Regions from separate parts of the Gossypium hirsutum genome. Here region 1 is linked to region 2. A link is a contact called in public Hi-C data. All regions are on one chromosome and are shown on one strand. Each heading gives the region's core, a stretch centred on a gene start, on an enhancer-like site or on the middle of the called end of the contact. The rest is flanking DNA. Distances are from core to core; before and after follow the strand shown. Region 1 holds the start of LOC107928180 (digalactosyldiacylglycerol synthase 1, chloroplastic). Region 2 holds the start of LOC107928218.

Region 1 (2,700 bases), core at 129-2,628, 170 kb before region 2:
TCCAAAATATGAGCGTTTCATCCGTCCTTCAGGATTGCGATTTACTAAAGCTCATGTTACACATCCTGAGCTCAAGTGCACCTTCAATCTCGACATTATTGGGGTAAAGAAAAATCCTAATGGTCCAATGTATACATCTCTTGGTGTCATGACCAAAGGAACAATCATCGAGGTAAATTATTTGTTTCCCATTCAAAATCATTCGGTATGACATCTGTTTACCTAGCATTATCGATACTCATTTTCGTCATGTCGAATTCAGGTGAATGTAAGTGAATTGGGTTTGGTCACGCCAGCTGGGAAAGTTGTTTGGGGTAAATATCCTCCTTGACCAATATTCGTGTTTTTCTTTGTTGTTCTAGATCTTATTCTAATTGGTTCCGATATGCGTGCAGGAAAATATGCTCAAGTAACAAATAACCCAGAAAATGACGGGTGTATAAATGCAGTTTTGCTTGTCTAAGAGGTTTACACCCCATGTGTTGGGTTGAGTCTGCTAACTTTGCTTGATTGTCATTTCATTTCATGTTGTTTAGTATGTTACGTGTTTCAAATTTTGAGTAGTCATAAAGGGTAATTTGAAAAGTGGAATGTTTTAAGTGGTAAAGAAACATGTGGATCGTGATTTGCATGATGGGTGGATGAAGGTCAAAAACTGACAACCTTGGTGGGATCACATTGGCAGCTGCCCACAATTGCTATCGGGACTCCGATGGCCACTCATCTCCCGTATGGCATTTGGGATAGCCCTTCCCAGTTGCTTGCTTTCTATATAGTTGTCCGCTTCTTAAAATCTAAAATTTCAGAAAAATGTAATTCAGAATTAGAGACGCTAAAGTTTTCCAGATTGATCTCAGATAGACCTGTTCAACTGTTACAGTTAGTGTTAAATTTAGCCTTTAATATTTATTTTTTTATTAATGATAAAATATTTAATGTTGAAGGTTAAATTTGAGATTATAGTTATAATATAATGTCTCTGGTTTTAATTGATTAATTGATTATTGATATTAAAAAAATTATAAATTGGTTTAATCGATTCAGCTACGGTTCATTTTCAATCTGACTGAGTAATTGGTTGTTTACAAGTCACACCAATAAGGCAAGGAAAATAAAGGGAAAGTTGGACAAGGAAGGTGGAAATCTTGGGCCTTAGCCAACCAAAATGGATCACGTTTACAAAATCACAATCGGGTTCAAGGCAGATTCCCGCAAGGAATCGGCTCCTCTAAGCATATTCCATTAATTATCCATCTCCAAGAAGATCCTAACAAACAAATCAAAACGTGCCACCTCATCTTTACACGTGACAGTCACCACGTAAGCAAGGAAATCTCTTGAACCATCTCACTATTCCTATGTGGAATTCCACGTGTCAGTTCCTACTACTTGTTCTTTGAGCACCAAAACCTTAGCCGTTAAATCCTCATTGTCTCTCTCTCTCTCTCTCCCTTTCTCGCCTCTGCAAAGTGTGAATCCCCAAAAAAGAAGAATTCAGGTTAAAGAAAAATTCTCTGTCAACGGAATATTGAAAACCCTTGCCGAATTTGAGCGCCATGGACAAGGGGTCTCAAACTACGGCAGCGGTGGCGGCGGCGACGACGACGACGTCGACGTCGAATTCCAGTGCTTTCTCGTTCATTTCAAAAGGGTGGAGAGAGGTCCGTGATTCGGCCGACGCGGATTTGCAGCTTATGAAGGACCGAGCCAACACGTTCAAGAATCTCGCGGCGAGTTTTGACAGGGAAATTGAGAACTTAATACAATCCGCGACTCCAACTTTTTCGGTACCAGCGATCCGGCAATCATCGGAAATTGACTTCATGAAGAAGTTGCAGCCTAAGATATCGGAGTTCCGGAGGGTTTACTCGGCGCCGGAGATTAGCAGGAGAGTGATGGAGAAATGGGGGCCGAGAGCGAAGTTAGGGATAGACTTGTCAAGGATAAGGAGCGCGATTGTGGCGGAGGTGGACGAGACCGAGGAAGAGGATATGTATGGAATTGTTGAATTTAATAAGTTTAAGAAAGGTAGGAGGGCGAGGTTTACAGAGGAAGGGCAATTTGGGGATTGGGAACCAATTCGGGCGTTGAAGACAAGGTTAAGGGAGTTCGAGAAGAAAAATGCGTCGGTGGAAATTTTTGGCGGGTTTAAGAATAGTGAGTTTGTGGAGAAAGTTAAGTCCAGTTTGGTAAGTTCTTTTGTTTTCCCTGCTTTTTTCTAGACTGAGACTTAAACCCTTAGCGCCACCTTTCTTTCCCAGTTATTTGGCTTGTTTTTCTTTTCAATGTTTATGATTGGTGTGTCAGTTCTTTTTGGGTTTATTTCCTTCATACAGGGCTTTTTAGTTCCAGAATTCTCTTTTTGGTTGAAAGAAGGAAACAGTGATGAATGCGCGGTGTAGTTAATGTTAGAGCATCTTGCTGATAACAAGGTATTGTTCTCCTTGGTGCTGTTGGGCTGAAGGGTAACTGTTGGAGAGTGATGCTCGCTCAAAGTTGTCCCTAGCTTTGTTGATGTATGAACAAGTGAAACCGTGACATGAAGAGCAAGAGCACACGGTGCTATGGTCGCTAAAAAGCGATCTTATGTGGAGACTTGAATCCATAACCTCTAGTCTCCCAATCGGTCCAAGTCTCCCAATACGCTCACTTTTTAGCGATCATGGCACCTTCTGCTCTTGCTCTCCAGCAGCCCGTGGT
Region 2 (2,886 bases), core at 54-2,553:
TACCATGAATTCAGGGCAGAAAGGTGCTTATCTGTCCCAGAAAATGCTAGCTGTATCCCAATACTGCAATCAACAGACCCTCCATGGTTTTTGCAGTTGTTTGTATTAATTGCACAATCTTGTTTGTTTAGGCACACAAAATTTGATCTTCCCGAACATTGAGCACAACCATCCCTTTTCCAAAACAAGTTTTGCAGCCTGCCTTTCTTAAACTCAAGCACCTGCATAAACAAAACCATCATCAGTTTCTATAGACTTTTACTGAGGTAAAAAAACTAATACCATTAAAAGAAATCCATTCTTCTTATCCCTTACCAGAGTGAAGCTTGTTACAGTGTAGGTGCCGTTTGCAACAAACGCAGGCAGAGACCTTGCAGCATATTTTCGACCAGCAAACGCAACCATATACCCACCAACTACGTCCTGAAAATATCAAAGCTGGCAGACATTATATATCATATTCATGTGACAGAATTACAAGTCTGTGACTTGACAAGGTAAAGGAAGTGCTCCAAATAGATTATTTGGCTTGTTAAGAACAAATTTGACAATTTGGGCACTGTTTGGCTGACACTTTTACTACTTGCTATTCTGGTAGCAAATATGGTTTCTTTTCAATAGCAAAATGTGCAATCAGAACGGTATTGCTTTCATTGTTTTCTCAATTCTAGTCAACTAAGATTTAACTATTATCTCATTTTGCTTTTTTGCAACAAAGCAAACACAAAATTGGACCATAAAGATCGAAGTAAACTTAAAAATTACATTAATTCTAATCCAAGGATCCTCAGATCCAATCATTCCAGAAATTCTAGTAATTGAATATTTCAAATAAATTATTAAACAATGATAGAATAAGAGTAGATAGCTGACCGGCGTAAAAGAGGAGGTGTTAATGGTGAGGAGAGAGATCTCATCAACTTTAGGTCTAAACAGAGCGAGGCGAGAGTTGGCGTTTGACAGAGAGAGCCGGCGATCGCAAGGCGACAACTGAAGTGAGCTGTTGAAGAAGAATGATTGTCTCGATGCGAACGCGATTCCAAAAGTGAACCCATCCGAAATCTGTACTTTCGTGTCCGAACACGGTAAGTACGCGTGGTTCGTGTCGTCGCTTGACTCCACCAACAGTGATGGCGTCGCCGCCGTCATCAGAAAAAGAAGAAAATAAACCGCCGATTTCGCCATACTTTTTAGTAATTTGGTTTTTGGTGGATCTGATGAGTCGTTGAAGTAAAAGCTTTATTTTTTTCCAAAGAAACAACTTGAATGTTAGTTTGGATTTGGCCCGTTTGTTCAGATTAGTTTTGGGCCAAGCATATCAAGCTTATGAGTATTATTGTATTTGGCCAAAATATGCTGTTAGTCCCTCTACTTTGACAAAATTTTAAATTTAATATTTTTACTTAAAAAATTAAAAATTAAGTCCTCTTACTTTTCTAATTTAAATATATCAGTCCTACCATTAACATTTTTACTATTTTCCATTAAGGTCTGTTACCTTGTCATGTTGATTAGACTCTCCTTATAAATGTTGCATATACTTGACTGAAAATAAACATGTTAAGATATAACAAATTTTGATAAAAATTCCTAACTAAAATTTGTGAATTGAAAAGTAGTAGGATTGAATTTTTTAATACATCTCAATTTTTTTTAAAAATAAAAGACTAAATTTTTAACCTTTTATTTACTATATCTATATTAATAATATAATAATGCATGAAAAAAATAGTAATAGTAGGTAAAAATATAGATTTTTCAAAAGCATGTAAAGTTGTAGGTGGTTAAAAAGAACGTGAGTCGTAGTTTCTCTAAATGGAGTTGTTTTTTATTTTAAAATTATACACAACAAAAAATATTTTATAATTTTTTTTTTTATTTTAAGATATGTATTGTCAAGTCTTATTGATTAATTGAATATCAAATTAATCAAGAGTTTTAAGTTAAAAACTTTACTATAATAAAATTTTTAAATGAATGAATATCACCCATTAATGATAAAGATAAGGGTAACTACAAAAATAACCTCCTATATTTGTTTAAGTTTACGTTTTGATCATAATTATTATGTTTTGGTTTCTAACCTTACCTTATTTTGTAACAATTTAACCATCTTTTAAGAATGGGATGGAAATCGAACATGGCAAGATGGCAACCATTAACTGTATAATCTCCTAAAACGACGGGTTCTTGATAACAACTGTATAATTTCAAATCTTTTAGAATCAAAGACTTTGACCAAACATACAAATACCGATGGCATGCACCCCATCATTGTCAATACTTTTTTGTGTAAGGGTTACATGATTTACCATTTAACTCAACTAAACGTTGTTCAAATGTTGACTAAAAGGAACAAGTCAAAATCTTATTGTAATGCCTCAAAACTCGGCCTAAAAGTTTAAACTGAACTTCGGAGATTACATTAATCACCGAAGTGATCGTAGGAAAAATTTTAGTTTAACCATCTAGAAAACAAACAGTATTTAAGTTATGTAAAACTCTCCATTGTAAAATCCCGATATTACAAAAATTTCTGTCTAAAAAACGCTTACATGCGTAAAACCCAAAACTCATACCACAATATTCAAAATAAAATTAACAGTTCAAACCATTTATTTATAAATGCAGAATTTATAAAAATACTTTTAAAGTTGATTCTAAACATGGCTGTCCAAGACCTCCGACATGCCGAGTCCAGCAACAACATACGAAAATACTTGAAAAAGGAAAACTGAGGGGGTGAGCTACACGAGCTCAGTGTGAGTTTGAAACAAGAGAAAAACGAAAATTAAGTGCTACAATTAAAAAAAAAACACAATGGCAATCTGATATCCAAATAATCATCACAACCAAAACAGAACCATCAGTACTGAACACATCGAT

What was found. A called contact is a pair of places that touch in the nucleus more often than the background predicts.
Region 1: a Hi-C map of leaf shows a contact between it and region 2, with 3 times the contacts expected there. The contact joins the promoter of LOC107928180 here to the promoter of LOC107928218 in region 2. A contact is called at or near these places in 2 of 34 Hi-C or Micro-C datasets (both in leaf).

Annotation. Positions count from the first base shown.
Region 1 is chrD01:61,750,235-61,752,934 of Gossypium_hirsutum_v2.1, reverse strand. It overlaps LOC107928180 (digalactosyldiacylglycerol synthase 1, chloroplastic), which reads left to right and starts at 1,378. Exons shown (of 7, transcript XM_016859362.2): 1 at 1,378-2,189. The coding sequence starts at 1,557. It overlaps LOC107928187 (ribosome biogenesis protein NSA2 homolog), which reads left to right. Exons shown (of 9, transcript XM_016859368.2): 7 at 1-172; 8 at 263-314; 9 at 396-877. The coding sequence ends at 463.
Region 2 is chrD01:61,579,173-61,582,058 of Gossypium_hirsutum_v2.1, reverse strand. LOC107928218 reads right to left here and starts at 1,303. Exons shown (of 3, transcript XM_016859405.2): 1 at 874-1,303; 2 at 316-423; 3 at 1-221. The coding sequence starts at 1,185.